Regions from separate parts of the Anas platyrhynchos genome. Here region 1 is linked to region 2. A link is a contact called in public Hi-C data. All regions are on one chromosome and are shown on one strand. Each heading gives the region's core, a stretch centred on a gene start, on an enhancer-like site or on the middle of the called end of the contact. The rest is flanking DNA. Distances are from core to core; before and after follow the strand shown.

What was found. A called contact is a pair of places that touch in the nucleus more often than the background predicts.
Region 1: a contact with region 2 is called in a Hi-C map of small yellow follicle, with 2.9 times the contacts expected there. The contact joins the enhancer-like site here to the promoter of WNT4 in region 2. A contact is called at or near these places in 4 of 8 Hi-C or Micro-C datasets (F1 follicle, F5 follicle, small yellow follicle and 1 more).

The regions. Positions count from the first base shown.
Region 1 is chr22:8,281,696-8,288,926 of IASCAAS_PekinDuck_T2T, forward strand. No RefSeq gene overlaps it. Among named protein-coding and RNA genes, the nearest start is that of WNT4, 84 kb to the left of the region's middle. Within about 2 kb of position 2,731, at least 2 of the 8 cell types and tissues checked have an H3K27ac peak or open chromatin away from gene starts, as enhancers often do. A contact at or near this core is called in small yellow follicle, where this site is marked.
Region 2 is chr22:8,198,792-8,205,193 of IASCAAS_PekinDuck_T2T, forward strand. WNT4 (Wnt family member 4) reads right to left here and starts at 2,979. Exons shown (of 5, transcript XM_027443167.3): 1 at 2,659-2,979. The coding sequence starts at 2,735.

The DNA of each region.
Region 1 (7,231 bases), core at 1,481-3,980, 83 kb after region 2:
CTGTAAATCCTTTCATAGCACTGACAGTTAATAAAATTGATTTCATGTAACTGCTGCCATTTTCCAGAAGAGACAGGGCAAAGAACAACAGTGCCTGTAAAATAATCTTTTTTGTTCTGTGAAAGCAATTAGTTTTGCTTGGACTTTGTGCTTGGTGGTTAATTATCCTAAAACTGCCCCTGAACTCCCATGAGGTGGGGGTATTTCTGCTGGGCTGTCAGAGGTGCCAAATCTTGCAGCAAGGCTCTTTATGATTCTTGGTGATGCTCACTATTTTCCTTGAATTTTCAGCGTAGTGGCAGTGTGTGCTTGCATAAAAATTTGCTTTCTTAGCCTGTCCCCCAAGAAGTTTCTAGTCTTCATGGTTCAAAACCACAACCTGAGAGCACCCGGGAACAAAAGGAGAGTAAGACTTATTTGTTTATTGCTGATTTAATTCAGATTTTTATGCCAAAGTCATAATTTTGCAGAGCCTTGAGTTATGTTTTTTCATGACTGGGGTTGCTAATGCCAGCCTGTCCTTACAATAGTCCTAGGCTTTTGTTTTGTTTTGTTTTGTTTTGGAGGGGGGGGAGGGGATGAAAGAGGAGGCCACAGAGGGAGATAGGACCAAGCTTTCTTTGTGGTAATGTGCTTTCCAAGTGCACAGACTGTGAAAGTGAGATCATGTCAAAGGTACTGGAGATTGAGCTTTTGGGTGGAAGGGGTTTTTGGGTGGAAGGGGTTTTTGGGTGGAAAAAGGTGAGAATTCCTGAACTTTCACCGCATGTTAGGGTAGAAAAAAACCATACAACCAAAATATCTCATAAACCATTTTTCTTTCTATTTTTTTTTTTCCTACTTGTAACCAAGCCAAGAATAATTTGTGACAGGAAAGTTTGAGCATTTGTAAAAAATAAAATAATAAAAAAAAAATGAAAACATGTTGGAGTATTTTAGCATGAACCCAAACAGAGCGGCGAGTATTCAGCGGGCAAAAGATCCCTGATAACATGACACTCCACATTTTTGGCTATGTGTTGAAAGAGAGATTTTTTTGTATGTTTGTTTTATTAATGACACTACAGAGCTCAGTGCAGCACTTGCTGATTTTTGTGCTGTTAACATTTATCTGTCCTGCTGCCATTTGGTCTCCATTTGAGCTCTACACCTGCTTCCCATGTGATAAATAGGAGCCTCACACATAGCTGGAGCAGAAAGCCACCTTTTACCCCAACTCTGGCACATTTTAGAAACCATTTACCTTTTGCTGTTCTGCAGGGTGGGTGTATTTGACCCCAGTGCTGGACTGCCCACAAGGGGCTTGGTGTGCAGTGCTTGTTCATGTGGGATGGGACTTCTCCACGCATGCATTTCCTGTGGACAGGGACGGACTCTGTCATGAGCAGATGCATGGCAAACAGCCCAGCCACCTTTCTGGGGTGGACTGGGGAGGGACCCAACACCTCCACTCTGCTTTCCCTATCCCTGTCTCCAGCCCACTGAAAAACACTGACTTTTGCAATATGGCCAAAATTTCATGGTATCAAATACGGAGTGGTGCAAGGGAGGGCACCAGGGATGGTCTGCTCTGTAGATAACGCTGGCATGCAGGGATGAACAGGTGGTGCCCAGGGGCTGGCAAACAGGAGTGTCTCTGTACAGGGTTCAGCAGCCGAACAATTTGCCACAGGATGTGGCTGAGAACAAAAAGTTAGCAAGATTCCACCCCAGGCTGTACATTTGCATGGCTAACAAGAATATCCAGAGTTATAATAGTTAATACTGACACCATGCTCGGATGAGATATCAGATCCGTGGCCTCAGGGCAAACGCCGACTGTAACAGATTACAGGGAGGCCTCCGGGTGGGGGATGGATTAGCCAGCACCTGCCTGGCTGGGGACTCTCACCTTTCTTGAGCCCTGGGCATTAACCCCTCCAGCAGGCAGCCCATCTCCCACCAGAGACTGCTGACTCATCAGGATAGCAATATTCCCTGGAGTGCTGCTGCTGTGGATGAAATCCCAATGGAAACCTGCCCGGTTTCCTGCCAGCGTACCCTTGGCAGCCCGCCTGACCAGCTGGCAACAAGAGGAGGACATGGGAGCCCAACTCCTGAGCTGTTAAACTCCCCGACTCCTGTGCAGCCCGCTGGTGGGGAGTGGTGGGCTCCCAGCTGGCCCTGGCACTCCCAGGCTGGTGGCTTTGGAGCAAGGGAGTTCAGGAGGACTCTGCTCTGCTGTGGTGCAGCCTTCTGCTTTAAGCCCACCAGCTGGGAGAAAAGGGGAGTGAGGGGACAGACTGTTTTGCAAAGCCTGCTCTTTGGATTGCAGATAATCCTTCTTATCTCAGGTTGGCAAAACAAATCTCAAGTCACCAAAGTGGCAAAGCTGTATGGTCCCGTCTGCTGCCTGCCCATCTACTCCTCTGGTCATATCTAATGCTCTTTAATGCTCTTTCCTTTTTTTTTTTTTTTTCTTTTTTTTTTTTTTTTCTCTGATCTCTACTCTTTGTTTGGGTGAGAAAACTTCCTACTAGGGCTGCAGAAGATCATGGTCATTATTTCAGTGGGATCTGTGTAGGCTCTCCTCCAGACAAAGCATGTGTATGTCTGGCTTTGCTACTAGACTAGATGAGATGGGTTTCTCAGTGTTTGGCAGCCCAAATTCAGGTCCCCATCTCCCACACCGTGTGGGGTTGTGTAGATGAAAAGGACATGAACATAGGTATAATGGTATGAGCCCAGTCTTAGTCTGACTCCCCAGGTCCTGCCTCTGTTGCTTGTGGGTGGGTGGAAATTGTATTTTCTCGTTTCAAATGCATACTAACTTTTGCCAAGATGTCCTGAAACAGGAAATTCTACTAGCGTTTTCCTCCCCAGGAAGGTCACCTGTGTCCTGGCCATCACAAAACTTCCAACAGCCCACAGATAAGCTGCTTCTCGGACGAGAGGTTCGACGGGGTCTAAAAACTGCTCAGGGTATTAAGACTTCAGGCATGGAAGATGAGTTTGGACGTCTAACTCCTGGAAGTGTACACAGTGCCATCTAGCCGCGCCGGACCGCGGTGCAGAGCCGTCTGCTGGTACCTGCCCGACCCCAAGCACCCAGCCCTCAGCACCTCTCACCAGGAGAAGACTTGCCACCCCTTTTCCATCTCTGTCCAACCATCAGAACAGGCCACCGGCAGGTCAATGATGCTGGCACCTATCCCCACGTCTCTCTGCAGCCAGCACTATCTGAGAGATATGTTTATTTGAGAGATCTGCATTACTTTTAAGTTAGGGTGAAGTTTGTACCTGAGCAAGCTGGCCTCGATGAAACTGTGATGTTTTTGCTAAAAGCAAGGGCTTAAACTGACCAGATCCATTTCTTCTGGGTCTTCTCATTGGTGGTGGATGTGTCTCCTGGTGTCTCATTTCCTTTCACTGCTGGTGTGCTGGGAGTAGGGGTCTCCTGTCCCTCTTGTTAATCTTCTCTTTTCTGCATCTGATAGTTGGGAGAAGTACAAATAAGTACAGTTGTGTATTCAAACATTTTCCCAAGTCATTTCCTCTGGTCCTGGCAATCATTTCCCTTGTTCTCCACCTGGCAGATCTCAGTGCCAGCATGCAAATCTGGAGAAAGGTCAGAGATGCTCAGGCAGCTGGAGGGCTTGGGATAGTTTTGGACTCCATCTAGCAATATGCCAAGTTCCTTTCTTACAGCACAGCCGTGCTTACAGACAGATAGCTCAAGTGTAAGAGTCTGTGCCCTGTGGTTGGTTCAAATCATGAATTTCCTTTGAATGTGTGGCTTTTCACCTGTGATGAAACTGTGGGTCTTACTGTAACTGAGTGCTGGTTCTCAGTGCCCGCAGAGGGCAGGTCCTGTCTCTTGCAAATTTCACAGCTGGAATTGGCTGTGTAGTTTATTATCTGTCTCTCTTCTCTTCTCTTCTACCATTTCTCCTTCCTCCCTCACCAGGTGATGGGATGAAGAGGAAAATGTGCCACACACCAACATTTTCATCTGGCACGGAGGGAGATTTAAGGTCTGATATAGCTGGACTAAGATTTCTTGAGGAGTACAGTCCTCTGTCAAGCCCAGGCACAGCCACCAGGCACCTGGCAACCATAATTTCAGCTGACCCTCATTCTAGTTACTGTCATGGGCTGAGGCCGATGGGATGAGGCTCAACATGGTCAAGTGCTGGGTCCTGCACTTTGGCCACAAGAACCCCATGCAGTGTTACAGGCCTGGGGCAGAGTGGCTGGAAAGCTGTGCAGAGGAAAAGACCTGGGGGTGTTGGTCGATGCTCACCAACCACATCCTGGTTGTGTCAGGAACAGTGCAGACAGCAGGGCCAGGGGTGTGATTGTCCCCCTGTACTCTGCTCTGGTGAGGCCGTACCTCGAGTGCTGTGTTCAGCTTTGGGTCCCTCACTACCAGAAGGACATTGAGGCCCTGAAGTGTGTCCAGAGAAGGGCTAAGGAGCTGGTGAAGGGCCTGGAGCACAGGTCCTGTGAGGAGCGACTGAGGGAGCTGGGGTTCTTTGGTCTGGAGAAGAGGAGGCTCAGGGGGGACCTTATTGCTCTCTGCAATTGCCTGAAGGAAAGGTGTGGGGAGCTGGGGGTCGACCTCTTCTTGCAGATAACTAGTGATAGGACTAGAGGGAATGGCCTCAAGTTGTGCCAGGGGAGGTTCAGGTTGGAAATGAGGAGACATTTCTTCTCAGAAAGAGTGGTCAGGCATTGGGACAGGTTGCCCAGGGAGGTGGTGGAGTCACCATCCCCGGGGATGTTTAAGGAAAGGTTGGACGTGGTGCTTAGGGACGTGGTTTAAATGGGCAATATTGTGGGTAAGGGGGTGGTTGGACCAAATGATCTCTTTTCCAGCCTTAATGATTCTATGATCATCTGCCAGGAACATTTGCAGGCCGTGCTGCTGGACACCTCATTTTTTTGTGCCTCCCTCCCCAGTCCTACTTAACCTGCTTTTTGTGCTGAGAGCATTTTTTTTTTTCTATGCTATGTCAACAATTTTATTTTAAAATCTCACCTCATATTGCCTTCTTCTTCTGGTCCATTTCTATCAGCTATTTTCCCCACCTACTTCTCCTTTGCTGGACTATGTGGAGCAAGCAAAAAAGTCTTGCAAAAATCTAGAGAGGGTTCATCTTGAGTCTGGTGTCTATTACCCTCAAATGCATAATGCCTGTGGTTGATAATGCAATAGGATGTCATTCATTCATTGACATTGCATCACCACAAAATATAGAAGAACAGGCAGGAACAGAAAACCAGCTCCTTGGGTCTGCTTTATGTATGTGTGTGTGTCAACTGAAATCTTCATAATGCTTACAACATGGACAAACTTGTGACAGCTTTGCCATATAGGCACACACATGCACACAGACAAAATCTTGCCCCTTGGCCCAAACTTTCTGGCTTAGATTTACGCTTCAGACAGTGCAGCCCTAAAGAGCAACTTAGGGAGGGTTCATTAAGTCTTCTGTCGGCACCAGGTAGCTATGGGAGAGCCCATCATGCAGGCACCTTACAGAGTGAATGCCGAGAAACCTTGTCTTACCTGCAATGCTTGTCTCAGGATGACGAGATTTTATTTATTTATTGATTAATATTATTATTCACTGAATCTCCTATTTCTCTCCGGTGACTACAAAGGCAGTCAGCACTGTAGCTGGCTGAGAAGGGAAACAGCCCAACAGTTGAAGTCTGGCAAAATGTAAGTAACTGAAAACAGTGTCTCATAATAGGCCTTAATAACAGGCCTTGCTCTGAGACCCACCTGTGGCAGGCCTTGAACAGAAGAGCCAGGGTCAGCTCTCACTTACATGCCTAGGTATTTATGTGCAGGGCTTGCTGTTCAGCTGCAGTTTTACATTGTTCTCTCCACCTGCCCTGATCGTACCAGTGCTGTTTCAGAGAATATTAGAGCAGAAGGTGCCCTTCCCTTGCATCTCTTTCCATGAGATATCCTTGAGATATTTTTCCATGAGATATCCTTTTTCTGAGATATCCTTGGGCTGAGGGCTTGTGTCCACCATAGGTGGCTTGGTGGATGTGGAGCTGGGTTGGGCAACTGCATCACACTACTTGTTTTTAACAATAAAATGAAGGAAATATGAGAAAATGAGGTTTTTGTTTGTTTGTTTGTTTTGCATTAATATTGTGGAGACATATAAGCAACAGTAGCTAGAAATATTAAAAAAAAAAAAAGTGACTTTTTTATTCAAAAGGTGAAATTTTCTGAAGGTTCTGGAAAGTGTTAAAACCCAAGAATGAATCCGTGGCTGCAGTCCTAGCTCTACCAGGCATAACGTTGCCAACTTGGGTGATATTATTGCAAGTCTCTCTATAATTAACATTTTCCTTAAAGTCCTAGTTGCTGGAGACAAACAACAATAATAATAAAAAATCTATTAAAGAATCATGATTTTTAAGAGAGTCTCATGATTTTTGGAGCCTGATGTTTTAAAGACTGTTGAACTGTTTCACATGTGTGACTGGCAATCCTATAGGTGCTGTAATACTGCTGGGAACTCACAAACCCCTGCATGAGCCCACATGGGTGCTAGTGTATGCTAAGGTGCCACCAATATGTTTTCCTAATAACCTGAGATGCTGGAGTCTTGTGAAATCCTAGAAATCCTCCTAGTTGCAGAGGAAAAATGTTGACAGACTGTTTTGAAAGCAACTTAAACACCCTGAAAGCAGAAGGCCTATAAACCAAATTAACAGATGTAATATTTAAACAAGATTGCAAGTGGCTTAAGCCAATGTCATGCTATTTTGAAGTTTAACAGTGCCCTGTGAGCAGCTTGACTATGGTGATGTGAGTAAAGGAAAAGCTATAATCTGCTCTGTAGCTTAACTCTGTTTCTGAATCTGTCTTAAAAAGCTACCTCTGGGGCATCTTCCTAAAGGGCTCTACAGGAGCAAGGGCCAAATGTGTGCTTGGGGAGGGCAGGAAAAATTTAATTTGGGTAAAAAGTGAAATGCCCAGGGAGACAGGCTAGGTGGACTGATTCCCCGGTGCTTTGCAAAACAGAAAGGAACCAAATGGGACCAAGCAGGTCCTCTGGGTTCTCTGGGGATCTGCATTCTTAGCCTGCTCCTTGTGCCCTGTGTCTTGGCCTGCCACCAGGGCAGGGGTGATAACTGGCTCTGAACTGATGGTGGGTGTTATGATAGTTGTTTGTAAACAATTAGGAGCATCTTACTGGATCCCCATCACTGATTGAGAGGC
Region 2 (6,402 bases), core at 1,729-4,228:
CAGCAACTCCCTGAGCTCAGACACTGAGAAAACACACCTGAGGTTTACTTCCTAGCCAGATAGAAAGTATCTCGGTCCATTTAATGAAAAGATCTGGCAAAGTCCCTTCCAGCTCGAAATGTGCAGCAGCAGAGCGATGCCTGGCAGAGATGCTGACACCATCCTCTTCGAGGTGGGATGGGGCTCAGAAGGCACCGTGTGCAGGGTCCTGATGAGCCCTACCTCACTGAGCTGGGCTTGCCGAAAACCTTCAGCTCAAGTGTTGCAAGTGGCGTTTCCGAAGTGCTCAGGGAATGCGAGTCCCGACAGGTCAAAAGACGCTTTAGAAAAAGCCTCGTCTTGTGAAAGGCACACTGAGCTTAATCACTAATCCAGCAGGTTTCTGGAAAAGCAAACTTCACTGTGCGCTGCCACCCAGTGCACACACGTACGTGCAGAAGTATGCACCTGGCCAGGCGCGCACCCAGCACCGTGCGCCAGCTGGATCCAGCCTCCAGATGCTGGGCGCGGGTGGGCAGCACCCAGGCAGCACTGCGATAAAGCAGAGCACGCTGGAGCCCACACGCATGACACATGCAGCTTTGCAAAGACATACGAGGCATACTCATTCCTTGAATATCTGATAACTCCTGGGATCCTTCTAACTCTGTTTATTGCCTCCGGCAGCCTTTGTTTCTGATGTGAGAAGATAAACAATGGGAATTGTCTTAATCCTAAAGGCAAAGAATAAAAAGCACTGAGCGGGGGATGATCCTTTTATCACAATACATTTGTAACATCAAAAAGTTGAACCTTTCTTTTGAACGCACTGAGCTGTATCTGCTTTTCCTCCCCTGTTGGCAGGAATGAGCCCTCCGTTCTCCCATGGATGAACCCCCCACGCCCACCCCTCGTGCTGTGCTCTCGTCGTGCTGCAAGCATGGCTGGCTGCACACAGTGCTACCGCTTGTCGCAGTGAGCCACCCCTCTGCCTGCCTCATCTTCCCACTTCTCCCCACCAGCCCCAGCCCTGCAGCCGTGTGCCAGGACTCCCCCTCCACACACCCATGTGGAGCTGACCCTGCTGCTGTGGTTTAACACCGAACCCCTCCTTCACCAGGTGCTTCCCCATGCCCATCCTGGGCGAGCAGGGGCTGCTCCTCCCCGGGACCTGCCGTCATCCTGCAGGGCTTCCTCCGGACTTTCTCCCTGCGGGAAAAGCGCTCCCACTCTTTCCGATGTACCTTCACCAGAGGCGTGACAGCTTAAAGACTACCTTGATAGCTGCTGCGATCCACCCACCTCTTTGCTAGAGTCTATCGGAGCACAAGTCGCTCCATCTGGCAAAACAGGGGGGAGGAAGGCTGAGCGCTAACACATCCCAGCCAGCTGCCCGAGGGTGAGCACCTTTTCCCATCAGCAGGACACTGGGAGAATACTGCTGACCTGGTGCCAGCTTTCCCCAGCCGTAGGGAGCATCCTCCAAAACCAATCCACCTCCTGCAGTCTGCAGCAAGCCAAACCTAAAGGCAGGAGAGATGGGAATCACAGAGAGCACTCCACAGGGGACATGCTTCTGGGTCCATGCCTGCCTGGGTGTGATTGTCGGGAGAGTTGCAAGCCTCCAGGGAGCTTTTGTGTTGGCAGCCCCAGCCTCCAGCCCTGGGGACTCCCTGGGGGTCTGTGGTGTGCCTGCCCTTGCTGATGGAGGCCTGGGGAAGCGAGCTGGATGCGGCCCACACGCCCAGCCCGACAGCAGGTCCGCTTGGTGCAAGCACTGGGATCTGAGTTCAGCCTGCGAGCACAGCAGCCGGTGACGCTGGGAACGGGGCAAATAGTGTCTCCCAAAAGACAAGATTTATTAGGAGGAAGCCGTCCCTCAGAGCTTTGAGGGAACGCGCTGTCACACTCCGTCCCCTCTGCCCTGGGGGTCTCCCCAGAAGACAGCCCCTCAGCCTTGGCAAATGTGCAGGAATTTTCCAGAACGATTTCCACCCCTGTTTACCTTAGACATTATTTCAGTGTTTGCTCAGCGGGTAACCAATGTCACCGGGCTCCTCTGCAGCACGCAGCAGCCCCCCACGGCCCCTTGACTGTGCTCGGGGGGCAGCGGGAGCCAAGACACGCGCAGCCTGACCTGCAACGGGTCCCCGGGGCCAGCGCACGAGCGAGCCCAGCTCGGCCGCAGCAGCCGCCCTGGCCCTGCCAAGTCCTTCCCTGGACCGATGGCCCTCACGGGGCGCCTCGCCAAGCCCCAGGCCCTGCTCTGACCCGGGGGCCCGACCTCGGCTCCCCAGCGCAGCCCAAGCGAGTAACTGAAGAACAAAAGGCGAAAGAGGGGTCTTTCGTGCCCCTCAAGCGAGCCGGTGAGCGGCCTCGACGAGGCGCGGGAGCCGAGCAGCCGGGCAGGGTCTGCATCCCTGCAGCCCACCTGCCGGGGCCGCCGGGCCGCCAGCCCCGGCCCCGCCGGCTCGGAGGGGGCGACAGCCCGGAGCCCCCCGCGGGCTGACCCGGGGCCGGGAGCCCGAACTCCGCCGCCGCCCCGCTCCGAAGCTGGGCAGCGACGGGGCGCGACCCCCGCGGGGGGGATGCTGCCGGGCCCCGCGGCACCTGCTCGGCCGCCCCCGGGGGGAAGCAACAAGTGGCGGCGGCGGCTTCCCCTCGCCCGCGGCTACTCACAGCCAGTTGCTGGCGTTGGCCGAGAAGGTTGCGAGGATGATGAGCAGCAAGGAGCGCAGGAAATACTCCGGGCTCATCCTGGAGGGCAGGCAGGCAGGCAGGGAAGGAAGGAGCGGAGCGGAGCGGAGCGCGACGACGGTGGCGACGGCGGTGGCGGTGGCGGCGACGGCGGTGGCGCCCGCCCCCCCCGCCCGGCCCACGGCCCCCAGGCAGCCGCCGCCGCAGGTGGGCGCCGGGCAGGAGCGGCGGCGGCTGGCGGCGGGCGCTGCCCGGTAGATGCGCCCGCGGCGGCCGCCGAGCCCGACTGTCAGCTCGGCCGGCCCATCCCGGGATGGAGCGGCGGGCCGGGGGCGGGCCGGAGGCGGGGGCAGCCCCGGGGGCGGCCCCAGACTGCGGCTCCCGGGGCGGGTCCCGCCGCTGGGGACACCCCCGGGGCGGCACCGGTGGCGTCCCCTCGCCGCGCTGCGCTGCCCGCCAGCGATTCCCACCCCCCCCCCCCCCCGGTGCCGCTCCACCGCCGGCAGCGGGCCGTGGGGCTCGGGATGGAGCACGGTGGTGCCTCGGTTTTCCGTAGCGCTGGGAGTAACCTGGGCATCCCATGAACTGCCTCCACTTGTGTTGGAAGGAGTCTCCCAAGGAGAGGTTTCTGAGGGTTCGCCACAAATAGGCAGCTCTTGACTTCGTCATCTGCAAACTGAAAAGAGGGAGGTCCTGGGGGATTACCCTCAATAGGAATAGCAGCTGGAGCTGGCATCGGGACAGGGCCACACACCCTCTTTGTGTCACCACAGGTCTGTCCCTGCAGTGCCTAGTGCTGGGCTTTGAGCATGTGGAGGAGGATGCTCAAACAAGCATTAAGGATTAAATCCACACCTGAAGTTGTCTAGAAAGGTCAACTGCTGGGAATCCCAGCAGCCTGGTTTGCTGGCCCTGGAGGCCAGGAGATGCAGTGGGAATCCCCATCTCTTTCCCCATCTGCCATGTCTCCATCTATCCCCCACAGACCGCATGGGCACAAATGACTCAATTTAAAGCCAGGAGCAACACGAGATGTCATGAGACGGCTGCTTGGAGTGAAACCCAAGATCCCAAGCAGCAAACAACTGTGCACCAAATCTCCTCCTGTCAATGCTATTAGTTAGGTCCATTACTAAAACCTCTTGCTACCATCTCTAAAATCTTGCCAAGCTGGTTTGGAGCTATTCAAAATTCCCTTTGTCTTTTCAGCCCAATTTTCCTGCTCACAGCATAGCTGGAGCATACTTATTCAAAGCATGGCAACTTGCACTGTGCTGCACACATGCCTAAGTATATTACACCTACTTTAAAATCTGTGCATTAGTTCCCTGTCAAAGTGAGGATTTAATTTCAAAGCGCTTTGACGTATTTTCTAGCTCCTGACAGGCTGCAGCCCACCCTCACCTAGTCATTCATCTAGCTTCGTGTTCTTGCTGATGATCTTGGTTGAAAGCGGGACACTGGCTGGTGGGCAGGTGAATTGGAGGCTGTCGCTGTGAGCCCCGACTAGGTAATTCAGTGCAACTGGAGCTGATTAATCTGGCTCATTGTGCAAGACAAAACCGTGGCTTTCCTCTTGCTTCTAATGCCTCTGAGTGTTGAGTGAAGTCATCAGGAAGGCAAGACCTGGCTGAAAAGCTAATGGGTAAGAGAGGTTAGAGGTGCCTGGCTGGGCTGCCAGAGCCATGTAAGTGCACACAAATAGTGTGCACTCACAAGTGTTTGGACCTCAGGTGCCTTATTGCCCCACAAAAGCCAACACCAAAGAGTCCAACAGAATTCAGATGAGTGAGCATGGCCCTGGACCTCTGCAGGGGTCTCAGGGGCACCATGCATACCTGCGGCCCAAGGAGCATCCCTGGCTGAGGTGCTAATGCTGGCAGTGCTGCTGGCAGGCTCAGAGAATGCTGTGGCTCTTCCCAGAGCAGCCCTGATGTCAGGATGGCACAGCAGGTACCTGGCCTGGGCTGGAAGACTGTGAGATACGATGGTTTGATTTCGCAAGGTCTGGGCTCCCTCGCCTTCATTAGAGCCCCATGTGCTGAGGGGTCATGCAAGATGCTCTTCTGCCCCATGAAGTCCCCTCCCAGCACCTGGCTCTGAGTTAAGGGTTGGTTAGGTGAGCCAGGGAGATGTAGCAGATCGTGTGGTCTTCACCTGGTTCTTTTCTCTGTTAGTAGCAGCAGAGGTTGCAGCCACTTGGCCCTTGCACCCTTGGAGATTTGTGTTCTCTGCTTCTTCCCCAGATCTGCTCTCTCCTCCTTTACTTTCCACCTTCTGCCTGTGACATGTCTGCCTTGGTGCCTTCCCTTGGCCCAGGAGCTGCGGGATGTCCTCCTGCTGCTGCGGCGGGTTCAAGCCACCTGTCCCCAGGGGAGCAGGTAGAGCAGAGGGAACACCCCAGCTTACCCCACAGGAAGGAATTGTCCACACGTGGCAGATGTGGATTTGTGCATGACCATGAGGTTGTTTGCAGCAGTCATGGCATTAGATCATCTCCATGGGATGCGTCGGGGTTTGGGTGTTTGCAGGGGGATGGATGGGAGCCCTGAGGGGGGGCAGATGCAGCACATCTGAAGTTAGTCACCCTGAAGGGAAGTGCCGGGTGAGTTGTCTGCAGAGCTGATAACAGAGTGGCGGGGCAGGAGGGGTGTTTATTTTACATCCTCCATGGTGAAGGAGGCGATGAGTGTGAACGGATAGACTTTGGAAATGGCCACTCACCAAGAGCAAGGGGAATCCCTTGGCCCTTTCAGAGATGCCATGAAACGCTGCTCAGTGATTACCTGCAAACGAGATACTTTTGGCCTTGTGTTCAGAAGATGCCAGGTTGCTGTTGTGAAGACTTCGAAGCACAGCTTGTTTGGAGTTGAGAAAGGGGAAGGTAAAGAAAAGTGTTTAAAGAGGAACAAGGTTTCCTGGTCTTGTGAACTGGTTTAGAGTGGACACAGTGAAGCCACTCCTTTGCCACCCACACAGGACAGCATCCATGGGGTGACCAACCCTTGTCACCCCCAGTGTGTCTTGGGGCTCAGCACCTGCTGTCGTTCCCCAGTGCTGCAGGGCGTTGCTGTTTGTTACAGTTAATGTCTTGCTTTAATGAACATCAAAACCTCATTAGATAAGAATGCTTCTTTTGATGTGTACATATTTCAGTGGATGGGAAGATGAATAGCATGCACCTAAGAGGTATTTCATAGGCCTGTCCAGGTGCTTCTGGATTCAAAGACTGCAGAGAATTACCGTTGCCATATCTCTGGCAAGGAAAAATTCCCATCTGTGGTAGCAGGATGAGGGTTTCCAACTCTGAGACCTAATCTGTGACCAGTGTGAAAGTGCAGAGCTTGCAAAGGACTGTGCAAAGGATTTAAATGATGTATGTACAGCTACCCTGAAGCATAAGTGCAGGCAGGTAGCACTGTGGCTCAGTTCCTGGTTCTGACCAGTGCTATTCGTCACAGAGGCTGCAGGAGGTCTCTCACAGGTTCTTTTTGACTTTCTGATGCCCATGGGGCTTTTTGAATGGGATTGAAAGTGGAATAGCCTGCAGCATGGACAGTGGCCTTAACCACGTGATGAGGAGAAGAACTGTGAGAAAGACTGAGGCAAAACTCATGACTGAACCTGAGGCTGCAGGGGTTTACACTGAATAGAAATAAATTCTGTTTTGAACTTAATGGAACATAAATATTGGACACTTAGCAACAGTACATGTATTAATCCTGT